Regions from separate parts of the Mus musculus genome. Here region 2 is linked to region 1. A link is a contact called in public HiChIP or PLAC-seq data. All regions are on one chromosome and are shown on one strand. The core of a region is the stretch at or near the end of the contact, and the rest is flanking DNA. Distances in the headings are between cores, read along the strand shown. Region 1 has its middle 130 kb from the start of Gm5129. Region 2 overlaps Hadha (hydroxyacyl-CoA dehydrogenase trifunctional multienzyme complex subunit alpha).

Evidence for each region. HiChIP or PLAC-seq counts read pairs in DNA pulled down with a chosen protein or histone mark.
Region 2: an HNF4G HiChIP or PLAC-seq map of pancreatic cancer cells shows a contact between it and region 1. The contact joins two enhancer-like sites. A contact is called at or near these places in 1 of 484 Hi-C or Micro-C datasets (adipose-derived mesenchymal stem cells), 2 of 115 datasets of contacts at active chromatin or transcription factors (pancreatic cancer cells and stem cell-derived neural progenitor cells) and 2 of 9 other capture datasets (adipose tissue and pancreatic islet).

The regions. Positions count from the first base shown.
Region 1 is chr5:29,857,803-29,865,113 of GRCm38.p6, forward strand. No RefSeq gene overlaps it. Among named protein-coding and RNA genes, the nearest start is that of Gm5129, 130 kb to the left of the region's middle. Within about 2 kb of position 3,874, at least 65 of the 459 cell types and tissues checked have an H3K27ac peak or open chromatin away from gene starts, as enhancers often do. A contact at or near this core is called in pancreatic cancer cells, where this site is marked.
Region 2 is chr5:30,124,187-30,131,497 of GRCm38.p6, forward strand. It overlaps Hadha (hydroxyacyl-CoA dehydrogenase trifunctional multienzyme complex subunit alpha), which reads right to left. Exons shown (of 20, transcript NM_178878.3): 11 at 5,635-5,744; 12 at 4,614-4,748; 13 at 2,379-2,550. Among named protein-coding and RNA genes, the nearest start is that of 3110082J24Rik, 22 kb to the left of the region's middle. Within about 2 kb of position 2,780, at least 45 of the 459 cell types and tissues checked have an H3K27ac peak or open chromatin away from gene starts, as enhancers often do. A contact at or near this core is called in pancreatic cancer cells, where this site is marked.

The sequences.
Region 1 (7,311 bases), core at 2,624-5,123:
GTTCTGGGGGTACTGGTTAGTTCATATCGTTGTTCCTCCTATAGGCTTGCAGACCCCTTTAGCTCCTTGGGTACTTTCTCTAGCTCCTTCATTAGGGGTCCTGTGTTCCATCCAATAGCTGACTGTGAGCATCCACTTCTGTATTTTCCAAGTACTGACAGAGCCTCACAAGAGAGAGCTATATCAGGGTCCTGTCAGCAAGATCTTTCTGGCATATGCAATAGTGTCTGGGTTTGGTGGTTGTATATGGGATGGATCCCCAGGAGGGCAGTCTCTGGATGGTCATTCCTTCTGATTCAGCTCCAAGCTTTGTCTCTGTAACTCCATTCTGACTGGTGTGAGGTGGAATCTCAGGGTTGTTTTGATTTGCATTTCTCTGATGATTAAGGATGTTGGACATTTTTTCACGTGCTTCTCAGCCCTTCGGTATTCCTCAGTTGAGAATTCTTTGTTTAGCTCTGTACCCCATTTTTTTAATGGGACTGTATGATTTTCTAGAGTCCATCTTCTTGAGTTCTTTATATATATTGGATATTAGTCCCCTATCTGATTTAGGATTGGTAAAGATCCTTTCCCAATCTGTTGGTGGCCTTTTTGTCTTATTGACAGTGTCTTTTGCCTTACAGAAGCTTTGCAACTTTATGAGGTCCCATTTGTCAATTCTTGATCTTACAGCACAAGCCATTGCTGTTCTGTTCAGGAATTTTCCCCCTGTGCCCATATATTCGAGGCTTTTCCCTAGTTTCTCCTCTATAAGTTTCATTGTCTCTGGTTTTATGTGAAGTTCCTTGATGCACTTAGACTTGACCTTAGTACAAGGAGATAGGAATGGGTCAATTCTCATTCTTCTACATGCTAACTGCCAGTTGTGCCAGCACCATTTGTTGAAAATGCTGTCTTTTTTCCACTAGATGGTTTTAGCTCCTTTGTCAAAGATCAAGTGACCATAGGTGTGTGGGTTCATTTCTGGGTCTTCAATTCTATTCCATTGATCAACCTGTCTATCACTGTACCAGTATCATGCAGTTTTTATCACAATTGCTCTGTAGTACAGCTTGAGGTCAGGCATGGTGATTCCACCAGAGGTTCTTTTATTGTTGAAAATAGTTTTTGCTATCCAAGGTTTTTTGTTATTCCAGATGAATTTGCAAATTGCCCTTTCTAACTCAGTGAAGAATTGAGTTGGAATTTTGATGGGAATTGTACTGAATCTATAGATTGCTTTTGGCAGGATAGCCATTATTACTATATTAATCCTGCCAATCAATGAGCATGGGAGATCTTTCCATCTTCTGAGATCTTCTTTGATTTCTTTCTTCAAAGACTTGATGTTCTTGTCATACAGATCTTTCACTTCCTTAGTTAGAGTCACACCAAGGTATTTTATATTATTTGTGACTATTGTGAAGGGTGTTGTTTCCCTAATTTCTTCCTCAGCCCATTTATCCTTTGTGTAGAGAAAGGCCATTGATTTGTTTGAGTTAATTTTATATCCAGCTACTGCACTGAAGCTGTTTATCAGGTTTAGGAGTTCTCTGGTGGAATTTTTAGGATCACTTATATATACTATCATATCATCTGCAAATAGTGATATTTGTATCCCCTTGATCTCCTTTTGTTGTCAAATTGCTCTGACTAGGACTTCAAGTACTATATTGAATAGGTAGGGAGAAAGTGGGCAGCCTTGTCTAGTCCCTGATTTTAGTGGGATTGCTTCCAGCTTCTCTCCATTTAGTTTGATGTTGGCTACTGGTTTGCAGTATATTGATTTTATTATGTTTAGGTATGGGCCTTGAATTCCTGATCTTTCCAAGACTTTTATCATGAAGAGGTGTTGGATTTTGTCAAATGCTTTCTCAGCATCTAACGAGATGATCATGTGGTTTTTGTCTTTGAGTTTGTTTATATAGTGGATTACTTTGATGGAATTCCATATATTTAACCATCCCTGCATCCCTGGGATGAAACCTACTTGGTCATGATGGATGATCGTTTTGATGTGTTCTTGAATTTGGTTTGCAAGGATTTTACTGAGTATTTTTGCATTGATATTCATAAGGGAAATTGGTCTGAAGTTCTCTTTCTTTGTTGGATCTTTGTGTGGTTTAGGTATCAGAGTAATTGTGGCTTCATAGAATGAATTGGGTAGAGTACCTTCTGTTTCTATTTTGTGGAATAGTTTGAGGAGAGTTGGAATTAAGTCTTCTTTGAAGGTCTGATAGAGGGACAGTAGGTTTTAATAAGTAACTTAGTTATGCTCCTCTCCCCTTTCCAGAGGATAAAAGTGGGGCTCATATTTTAATTTAGTAAATAACCAGTCACTGAGCAGGTAACTGGTATTGAAGCCCAGGATCTATTTGCCTGAAGGCTGACAATGGTAGCCACTGTGTTTCAGAGGTCTATGCTGGGACACAGCATGGGTACAGTGGCCCACTGCAAATATGGCCATCCCCCAATGTTTGATTTTCCAATTTACAGATATATATTTGGTCACTGGATGTGATGGTTCATAATAAGAAATACGGATCTGGTCTTCTCTCTATTTTTTGACATCTCAAATACAGAGGGCCTTTGTACGTTAATGAGGAAGGGCTATTAGATTGCCTGAAAAGGGGGGCTGGCTGCCAGTAGCTGATCTAGAGGATCAAAATTTCAGCTTAACCTCTGTGGAAAGGCCGGAGGTTAGTTTGGCCAACAGTTCAATAAATAATGATACATACACAATGAAGCACCATTCAAACAAGACAATGTTCAGAGAGCTTCTGGGTAGGTGAACAAATTCAGGAACAGGAGCAGAAGCACCAGCCAGCTCTCAGGACAGGAGACCCCTGCTCTGGATCCTTCCAGACCTCAGGCCGTACTTTTGCTCTTGGCTATTCTACTACTTCCTGGTTGTTGGCTTTTTTTTTTTATTTAAATTTAATTTAATTTTTTTTGAGACAGGATTTCATTATGTAGTCCCTGGAACTCACTACGTAAAGCAGGCAGGCCCCATTCTTACAAAGATCTGCCTGTCTCTGTCTTCCAAGCCGTAGGATTAAGGACCACCAGGCATGCCACCAAACCCAGCCCCTCTCCTTTCTAACAATCCAGAGAAGGTAACCAGGTGTTTCCTCAGGTTCTGTGAATGGTTCTAATAACTGACCAAATCTGAGTGGAGCCTGGAGGGGACCTTCAGTTTATGGCTCCTTGGTGACAGTACAGGCACAACCTGGAACATTTAATTAATAGTCTTGTGAGACTGGGCACTCCCTCATGGAGCTGATGCTAACTGTGCCAGTTAGGACTTGAACTGAACACCAGCTGAAATAGTGCTGGGAGTGGTAGTAACCTACACTCATTTGGTAGCCTGAAAGTCACTCCTCAGCGGAATGCGCCCCCTCCTTCACCTCTGTGTAAAGAGAGTTCCTTTCCCCCACTCCTTCATTCTCCTTGCTCCACTGCCTATCTCTCACTTCTGCACAGAACTAGTTGTGGCTGTTGCTGAAGATGCTCTCAGGTGCTGCATGGTGCCTCAGAAATCCTTCCTGGAAATCCTGTTTGTTTATGTGAAGGTCCCTTCATCCAACCTGTGGTTTGTACTCAAGAAATAAGGCACAATGCAGCCAACTCCTCTCTCTCAGGTCTATCTTCCCTATCATCCCTTCCTCCCAAATCCAGCCTCTGGGTTGCTCTGTTTGAATTAGAATAACACGTTAGTTTCAAAAAACCAAGTTACCACTGAGCCCTTTCCATGGGAACTGCCCCTTTAGAACATTTTAAAGTGAAAATTTCTATTTAATCAAATGACTCAAAACCAACAGTGAAAAGTATGCTTTGATATACGTCAGGATAAAGTGAGGTCAGTTTCCTGTTTCACTTTTTAGTGTAGTTATGCAAATTATTCTCTAGTGGACACTAAGCCAGAAAGCCTAGGGCCAGAAAGCATGAGTCACTTCAGTCCTTAGTGGTGCATTTTGTGAAATCCTGTCCACTCAAAACCATTCAGCCTCTGAGCCCTCTGATCTGAGTTCTCTCTCGCTGCAGTGTTCTGAAATGCTTGCATTTTCATGGATGCTCATGTACTGGCAATATCTTAGACTTCACACTTTCTTTCCGCAGCTGTCCATTTACTGGCAATGTTTAAGTCTTCATACTTGCTGTCTTAGCCAGGGTTTCTATTCCGGCACAAGCATCATGACCAAGAAGCAAGTTGGGGAGGAAAGGGTTTATTCGGCTTACACTTCCATACTGCTGTTCATCACTGAAGAAAGTCAGGACTGGAACTCAAGCAGGTCAGAAAGCAGGAGCTGATGCAGAGGCCATGGAGGGATGTTCTTTACTGGCTTGCTTCCCCTGGCTTGCTCAGCCTGCTCTCTTACAAAACCAAGACTACCAGCCCAGAGATGGTCCCACCCACAAGGGGCCTTTCCCCCTTGATCACTAATTGAGAAAATGCCTTACATCTGGATCTCGTGGAGGCATCTCCCCAACTGAAGCTCCTTTCTCTGTGATAACTCCAGCTGTGTCAAGTTGACACAAAACCAGCCAGTACACTTGCCTTCTGTTACTTAGGCTAGCCTTTAGAATGTTGGTCTAATTTTTTAAATAAAGGAATTTGTCATGTATTTTGAGTAATATTATATTTATCTATTTCTATGTGTTGTACATACATGTTTGAGTGCGTGCGTGTGTGTGTGTGTGTGTGTGTGTGTGTGTGTGTGTGTGTATGGATGTGTGCGTGCACGCACATGCACATGAGCAAGTACACAGAAGCCAGATGCTGACATCATGTGCCTTCCGCACTTACTCCCCATTTATTTTTGAGATGGGGGTTTCCCTGAACCTGGAGCTCACAAATGAGGCTAGGATCTCCCTGTTCCTACCTCTCAGCAGATTCAAACTGCTGTGTCTGATGTTTCCATAATGCTGGGGAATCCAAGCTCAGGCTTCCATACCCTCCATGAGAGCACTTCACTGACTGAGCCATCTCTCCAGCTCCTAGATCTTATTTCTGAAAAGTAAAATAAATACTTAACTAATTAAAATATCTTTTTGGCCTTTATATAATAAGCTAGCAGGAAAACAAACCTGCATTAGTTTCTACATGCTTTCCGTGTTTAAAAAGTAACCACTTTGGAATAGTAATATAGACATTCTTTGTCAAAGTTGAGCAAGGACCAAAGTCATCAGGAAAGCATATATAAACACAAATTGCTAGGTCTAACTTCGAGCTCCTGACTGAACAGGTCTGTGGTAAAGTCCAAGGTGGCACTTCTAACTGTTCATTTGGAGTCAATGCTGCAGGTCTGAGGTACAGACAGAACCACTGATGGAATGTCAGAGCTCCAAAAGGCCTGGAGGAGTGGTTACTGCTTTCCTTACAGCTCTACTGTAACCCCACTCAGAATGCCTGAGCTGGAAGAACACTCATAAGAAGCAGCTGGCTGCCTCTTAATTATAGCACTATAGCAGCTTCAGATAAAAGGATGCTTTCTCTTCTTTTCATTCACTCCTTCCTTCCTTCTTTCCCTCATTCTCTTTTCTTTTCCTTTCCTCCAAACCTAGCCTCTAGGTTGCTCTGCTCAAATAATCAAAAGAGAAATGTGGTTGCTATTGTCCAGACATCCCTGGGCATCTGCATCAGCTTTGATTTAATCAGCTCAAGCCTAGGGTGTAGAGTCCATTAATCTAAATATTGCATCATGAGGGAGCATCAAGGAGGCCACAGTTCTCCAAGAAGAGAGGTTGTGGGCCTGACTGTGAGACCAGTAGTATTTACTACTTCACCTGGGCTGCAGAGACAACTGTACTACAGGAAAGTGAGACTTGTCAAGTTGCATGTGTGTGATAAATAACAAAGCCAAGCCTGGAAGTAAGATGATTTCCCCTCTCCTGGCCAATGGTGCTGTGAAATCACTAGCATGAGCCGATTGTTATATGTTCAGCAAGTTTTTGAGCAGGTTACATTAGTTGTTGGAAGTTCTCCATTGTCAGAATATTTATTTACATTAGGGAAACTGGCTACCTGTGTAAACTGGGATTTTCTTTCTTTCTTTCTTTCTTTCTTTCTTTCTTTCTTTCTTTCTTTCTTTCTTTCTTTTTTCTTTCTTCTCAAAGACCCAGAATGTAGGCATGGCCTGCTGGATTGCACGTGAAGAGAATTAATGGGCACCACAAATCCCATATTTCAAGTGAGAAGTTACCCCAGTTTGCATTTTCCAGTACTAGCAACCTCAACTATACAATTGACAAGTTGTGCTGGGGTTACCAGTTACAGCCCAAGTCGTGTATCAAGCTGAGGTGACACTTTCTTGTGGACATACTTCCACAGAATAAGTCCACTGCTTTTTTTCCTGCTCTTTCCCCCATATCCAGATGTCAGACAGAAAATCTTCATTATAACAAGGATATGGCAAGCCTAAGTAAGCATACTTCCCGAGTTATCAGGAGGAAAATGTCTTTAAGAAATAATAATTTTAAAAAAGCAGCCAATATACAAATGTCTCTTGAGAATATGACTTTCTGGGCAATTTTTCAACAACAAGAAAACTCTTGTGCAAATTACCCAAGACATCTTTCTTCAGAGTCTCGTGGTTTGGCTTGGATGTCAACTGCTTCATTCCCATCAGGGACAGTGGCTGGGAGAGAAAGCAACTTCTGTGACTGTAAGTGATTCCCAGACTGGCCATTGCCACCTGTCATAGGCCTGTTGACGCACCTTCACTGTCACATTGGCACTTTCCCACCAATTCTCTTGTCCCATATTTCTTAAGACATACAAACTAAATGTTCTCTACTGACCACAAGTCAGCACTGGGAATTGGTACTGGTGGGCGGGGGAAGGAAAAGTATTTCCATCCAATGGTGCTTTCTGAGTCAGAGAGCCTAAAATAACACAAAGCTATGTCCAGTCTTTCTAGAGGAATCTGGCATCGGTGATTACTGTGGCCACTGCTTCTACTGCGACTCCAGCAAAATTTCCTGGAATATGGTGTTTTCATGAGAATCCTAGGCATACTTTCCTCACAATAGACCCAGTGTGATGGCTGCTTTTATCTGGGATCTTGAGAAACGAGGATGCAAACAAATGAAGTCCTAGCTCTTCCATCTATGGAGATGAAAGTATTGATGAATTTTGATAAGCTATCTTCTTCCTTTCTTTTTTTCTTTTCCTCTCTCCTCATCCTCAATCCTATGCAATAGTCATGGAACTTGCACCAATATACTGATCTAGGTGCTTTGAGAAGCCCGAGAGTAATGCGTTGAGATAGAGAGCACAGACCAAGGAGGCAGCTTCCTCTCTCTCAAAGATAACCTGTCTTCATCTTT
Region 2 (7,311 bases), core at 1,530-4,029, 270 kb after region 1:
TCTCAAGTCTGGAAGATTACACCATTCTGTACCCTCGCTCACCCTTCCTAAGTCAGAAAGTGTATACTTCCTTCATCCTAACTGAGCCACCGAAGGGCAGTGTCCACTGTAATTATGCGTGCAGCAAACAAATACGACCAACTGTTAGCTTTAGTTGCCTGTCTGCACTGTCCCTAACACAGGATGCGCAGTCTTCTGGCTCTAATCTCAACTTATTCAAGTTTTCTGACACGGGTAAAAATATGGAAGATGTGTCTGTTAAATCTGCACAAATTTGGCACAGACAGAATGCAAACATAAGATTAGAATCAAGGTTGAAGACACATTTAACACATTGAAAAGTTGAGTACAAAACGTTAATTATAACAGACAAAAGTGAATCGTTAGGATTAAAAAGGCAGAAGAAAGTATAGGCATTTGAGGAAAGGGCCTGGCTGTGAGGAGGATCCTATGATTTTTAACCAACCAGAGTGGACTGTGAGCTGACGGTGTGGTGTGACTCAGAGTGAACATACTCTCTTAGCTGCTAGTATGGTATCAAGGGTGAGGGAAAGGGCCTCTTGGGCTAGAGATGTAGCTCAGTAGGTAGAGTGCTCGCCTCACATGCAGGAAGCCCTGGGCTGGTTCTCCAGGACTGCATAAACTGGGCACAGTGCTGCATGCTAGTAATCCCAGCACTTCGGAAGAGGCAGCAGGATCTGAAACTCAAGGTTATCCTTGGCTACATAGTGAGTTCAAGGCCAGCCTGGGAGGTATATTTATCTTCTACTCTAGGAGAGCAAATACTTATCTCCCAAGATGGCTGGCAACACTCTCGCTGCTCCTTGGTCATGCATGCCTTTCTTCCTAGGAAGAAGGAGTCTATTTCCCACGCTCTAAATCAGGGCTGGCCATGGCTTGGTTTTACCAACAGAAGCATGGCCGTTGGTCTTGGGCCTTGCTGCAGTTCTGCAGCTACCTCTTTTGCTCTTAGAGAACCTTGCTATGGAGACATTTTGGCCATGGGAGGAATAGGCCCTGAAAGGCTTGGTGTTTAGGGCGCTGTGGTGTTCAAGAGATGCTTCTCAGCAATGTGTACGCTGAGATGTGAGCTAATGACCGAGACAGAAAGACAGGGAAGCATCTACAAACTGTTCCACGGGCTGCAGAGATGGCTCAGTGGTTAAGAGCACTGACTGCTCTTCCAGAGGTCCTGAGTTCAGTTCCCAGCAACCACATGGTGTGGCTCACAACCATATGTAATGGGATCCAATGCTCTCTTCTAGTCTGTGTCTGAAGACAGCTGCAGTATACTCATATAAATAAAAAAATAAAATAAACAAATCTTTAGAGACTGTCCCGTGAAGAATGTCAGGAACAGTCTGTTTAGTTCCATAGGGGGTAAGAGACGACTGATTTAAACTGAACCATTCGTAGACTCAGCTTGGGAGTTTTCTTAAAAGCAGCAAAAGGTCAGGTCTCTCGAGAGGATGGGCAGGATGCTGTGCTGGAGGTCTTCCTCGTGCCTTGGATTTTCCCTCTCTTTATAAAGATGTCTTTATTTATGTATTAAGTGGCCAGGCTGCATGTACACCTGCTCACCAGAAGAGGGCATCAGATCCCATTATGGATGGCCGTGAGACACCACTTAGGTGGCCTTAGTAATCCTGCCTGCTTCACCACAGCTTGCAAAGACAGCCACCAGTGTTGCCAGCTCAGTATCATTTCCCTAGTCTAGTCTAGCTGTGCTCTTTCTCACTCTTGGACTACAGCCATTTCTCCTTTTCTAAACCTTTCTTTCTATCACCCACATGAGGTACGTATTTTGTTCACTGTCATCTCAAGAATGGGCTTTTAGAACACTTGAGCAGGTCCAAAGGAGCGCCACCACAGATAACCATCCAAAACAGCCTGGAGAAAGCTCCCTTGGTTCCCTTTGCTACCGAGATATGAAATCACCTGATTATGGCTCACAGCCAACAACAAGAAATCCCCAAGACACCTGTGTACCCATGAGGCTATTTAGATGGCTGGTAACCTCCCCATTTCCACTCCAATATGGCTAATGAGCCCTGGGCTTAGGAGCATAGGGTACTTAATTAATTTTCTTCCCACAGGATTCATACCTGAGCTTTCTGATATACACAGCATGTGTACACTCACATACAAACTTACATTTGAGGCCTCAAAATTGCTTAGTGGGTAAAGGTACTTACTTACTTGCTGTCAAGCCTGACAACCTGGATTTGATCCCTGGGACCCACATGGTGAGAGGAGAGAAATGAGTCCTGCAAGTTACCCTCTGACTGCCACACATGCTCTATGGCATGCGTCTCCCCTCCGACAAGACCCCTCTGCTTGGTGCCCTCCGGGATTCAAGTGCAACAGCCCTTACTTACGCTTTCCACTTCCTTTAACACTTTGTGCTTTACACCGAGGTCCTCAAACACAGCCTCAATCACCATGTCGGCCTTCTCAAAGCCTTTGTAATCCAGCTGCCCAATCAAGTTGCTGAAGATGGAATCCCTTTCAAATGATGTGAGAGCTTTCTTCTTCACTTTGTCGTTCAGCCTAGAAAGAACACACTCTTAGAACAGAACAGCAGAAGACAGCTGCTGTGTGGCTTTAGGCACCCTGCGACACCCTGTGTGTCATTACCCCCATTTTGAAGAGGTCGAGTTCAAAGGGACTTGGTGCTAAGCGGCTAATGAGGAAGGTGATAGCATCTGATGTCACCTTGGACCCCAGGCACACAGGCTTTCTACCACAAGATGACTGCACATGGCTGTATTACTCATAAGACAGTTGGGAGTGCCAGCAAGAGGTGAGTCATGACCCAAGGAGGAGACTGGCAAGCACAGAGCATGGCTCTTGCCACCGTGTCCCAGACCAGCGAGTGTTAACTGCACCCTTTACGCTGCTCTCTAACACTGTCCCCCTCTCCCCACTACCCAACAACCCCAGCTCGGGTCTCAAACCCAGGGCCTTAGTGAGCACTCTTACACTGAGCGACATCTCCAGACCAAGGTTGTTTTTCAGGCTGTCAATCTACTTTCACTCAGTACACAAGTCTCACACTGAACTTGTCTTTTTCCAGGGAGAACTACAAAGGAGTCTTGTTATAACTGGATCATTTCATCGCCAAGGAATACGAGATTTCTTTTAGGTTCATCTTAACCATACTTTTCAGAATAAATAAGAGAATTTTCCTCTGAATTGAAAACCCATTCACTAACTCCCTTAAGGAAAAGAAAAACTAAAGTCGCAGCTAAGTTCACAGAACTATCCAATAAGGGACTGGAGAAATGACTGAGCAATTCAGAGCACTGGTTGCTCTCCCAAAGGACCTGGGTTCAATTCCTAGCACACTCTTGGCAGTTCACAACTGTCTATAACTCTAGTTCCAGAGAATCCAACACTCTTACACAGACATACATGCAGGCAAAATACCAATGCATAAAAAAATATTTTTTTTCAATAAAGGCTTTAAAACCATGGGCTGCCTTCCTACAGCTAGCTACAACAGGCTGTCTAAGTGCCAACAGCAGTGACTGACTCAATGCCGAGTGACAGTTTCTGAGAAGGGAAAGAAAACATGTCCTAAGACAGCAGTATGGTGATTGGCATTCACCAGGCCTAAGATGAGAAAGGGAGTATCTAGAAGAAGTCAGGGATGAGGCTATCTATCCTATGGCAACAGCTCTTCGTGCTGGTGATTGCAGGAGATGCTGGAAGGGGAGGCCTAGGTGTTGGTGCTGGGACAGTGTTGCTGTATACGCTGCTGCCCCCTCCTTTTTATTTTCCATTATAATCTGGCAATATCACCAATCTGCCAGTCCTGGCCAGTAGTGTAGTGGTAGCGCACACACTCCTCCGTAGCTGAGGGAGGACAGTGAGCTCAAGCCACATAATCCACTTAGGACACACATGCCCTCACTCAGCACAAAGTCCCACGAAGGACAGTCTGATGCAGCCAGCTAATCCGTCATGTCTGTGCAGAACACTGGGCTAAAAACAGCCTCAGTGTGGCTGAGCTGACTCCATTTCCACTCAGCCTAACTGGCGGCCTCCGTGTGAGACGGGGCTGTGAGCCATCCTTGGTTTTCATTTTAAGACGTTTGTTTTACCTTTACTTTGCCATGTACTTTGCATGTGGGTGTTCTGCTGCAGATGTGGAGCTGGTCGGCAGGCCTCGGGCATCTGGCTCACTGGCAGGGGCTCTCCTCTGCCAGCACTGCCTCCACCTACTTGGTCGGCACATGTTCTCACACACCCTCCCTCAGCCCTGCCAAGAGCTGTGCAGGTTCCATAATCCATTCCACGGGGGCAACTCCATGCAAACCTTGCCAAACCTGACAGTTACTAGTATCATACCAAAGGATGGAATAAATGGTATTTAGAATATCTAGTAATAAGGAAACATTCAAAGGCCAATGTCCTATGACATAATCAAGAAAAAGAGTTGAAAGAATAATTAGTATTTCTCAAAAAAAAAAAATCAAAGGAAACTTTGGTAAAACTATAGAGTGTGGGGCTATGTTCAGGCAAAAGGACCCTGTGATGAAAAACAAGACAAAACCAAACCCACTCCCGGCCCCACACAGTCCACCTCCTGGCACCAACAGGCCACTTACCCTTTGAACACTTGCTGCTGTCCCCGGCCCAGCCCCGTCACTGTGGTGTCTTTAAGAAGAGTTTTCAGTCCCTTATCCACAGAGACCTGGGCAATGCCAGCCCCCATCAGCCCTGCGCCAAGGATGGCTAGCTGCCTGGAGGGACAGGATCGAACAGTTCTGGTGAACACCTCAGGCACTGATTAGCTGGGAAACACTACCCACACTGTGAGCCAATAAACCAACCGCCAGCCACAAGTATAAGAGCTTTTCATGATGTCTATCTACAATACATTTTTGATTTTTAAAGATAAATGTAAAACTCACTAGGCCCAAAAACTTGGTTTTTCCATGAAGGCAGAACTAAACCAACTCTCAATTGCCCAAAGCGTGGGAAACCAAGCCTAATCTAAATCTAGGTTATGTCCGAAGACTAGTCTGTTTGATAATTTCATAGTGATTTTAGCATTTTTCTGTCATTTCCCTTTCTCTCAAGATTTACCATCCTATCCAGAGTACTTCAGTCTCCTTACTAGTAGCTTCTGGGTGCTCTTTTTTCTTCTGAGACAGGTCTTATGTAGCCGAGGCTGGCCTTGGACTCACCGTGAAGAGGGTGACTTTGAACTCACCCTCATGAGTGCAGGGCTAAGAGTCTGTTTTTTGTTTTGTTTTGTTTAAAGATTCCAGCCCCAGGGTCTTATATGGTCTTATATCACCATACCTGGGTTGTGTGGTACTGCCAACTGAACTCGGAGTTCCTGTATGCCAGGCAAGTATTTACCACAGGAGCCGAGTTATAGCTTTGGTCTGAGATGTGAGACCTAAACCAGACTGCCAGGGAGTTATTCCGAGATAAGAAAGCTCTATAAAGGTGCTAGAAGGGCCTAGGGAGGACTCAGAGGATCTGAACACAAGAATGTACTGGAATAAAGGCTCGGCTGTCCAGGGCAGAAGAGGCTGAGGCTAATCTAGTTCTCTGGCTTCTTGACCCTGCACAGTTGCTGCAAAGCAAATTCTCAGGCTTTTAGGCAGGGCAGCTTACTGAACGTTCTTCTGTGGTGCTCCAAATTTATTTTTCTTGCACAGGACCTGGCCGTTATAAAGCCCCATCAGGGCCTTCGATTCTTTGGTCAATGCAAGCTCTCCAAATTTCTGAAAGGTAAAAAGAAAAAGGGAAAGGTGGAACTCTGGGGTCCTGGTAATGGGACTCGTTTGTCACTTGCTCTGCACAGCAGAGGGAACACCCCGTGCCTTAGTTCACAGGTGCTGCAGCTGGGCTTCCACCTGCAACTGGTGTCCTCTTCACTGTCCTCTGAAGGACGTCTCACCACTGCTTTGAGGGAGGTTTGGTGTTTTGTTTAATTTGTTAATTTAAAAAAATTTAAAACAAACAAACAAACAAACAAGGTTTCTCTGTATCTCTGGCTGTCCTGGAACTCACTCTATAGACCAGGCTGGCCTCGAACTCAGAAATCTACCTGCCTCTGCTACCACACCTGGCCTTGAAGAAGGTTTTAATGTGACAGCTCTCAGACTCTTACAGCAGAGGAGTGATAACCTTTGCCTGTGATTGAGAGTCTCAGGCCCAGATGGATTTTTACCATTCCTCCAATAACTGGCTATGGTGGAGGACTGAGAGGAGGACCAGATATTAGTTAGGGCCATCTTGCCTAAGGCAGAACTTGAGCAGGGTCCTAGAGACTTCAGTTTTCTTCCCACTGCAGCAGGTGGACCAGCACCATTCCCACTGCCACTTTAAAAGCGTCTTAGCATCAAGGATGAGTCCCTTGGTTTAGTGGTTCCCAGCATAAAAGCTGGGATCTCACTTTCACACAGCTGGGTTTGCACCCTGGTCTTGCCTTTCCCTACTGTCAAGCTTTCTTCACTATTTAAATGGGAAAATGGATGCCTAGTTCATAGTGCTGTTACAAGGAATAACAAGAACACTAGTAAAAACGACTGGACTCTCCTTGCTAGCTACTATTAACACTGTTAGCACACACTGGCATAATTATGGGGTTACAAATAGCATTACAAAGAAAGACTCTGATAACATTGCTTATTCACATTAACAGCATGAAATAATGCTACATTTAATCTGGAAATAGCATGTTCTATTTGGTATCCTATGGATTTCAAATTATGGATAAAGATCTATCAGGTCATGAATTCAATAGGTTTTGATAAGTGGTTTATATAAAAAGTATATATACATGCATATATGTAAAAATACACACACACACACACACACATACATAAAATGTCAAGTATAGCCACTCCCTGGAATCCATGCAAACACTGGTCTTAGGACCTTAGAAGAGACATAATGCACAAATTCTCAAGTTCTTTACATAAAATAATACAGTACGTGCACATCCTCTGTATTTCAAGTTGACTCTAGATTAACTATAATACCTAATACAAGGTAAATATTATATATATATGTGTATGTGTGTATATATATATATATATATATATATATATGATAAATAACAACAAGAATCTATATATTCAGGACAATGCAATTTTAAAGCTTAGATCTATATAATACATCAACCATATGTGCCCCATTGCCTTCCCACTCTCTCTTGACCCGCCTCTATCTCAACATCCTCCTTGGCGAATGTGTTTGTTCAGTAGTTGGATACAGGACTGCAGGCGTGGGAGGGCCAGCTGCATGCTGCAGTTGAGGACATTACTGATTTGTGAGCCATGTTTC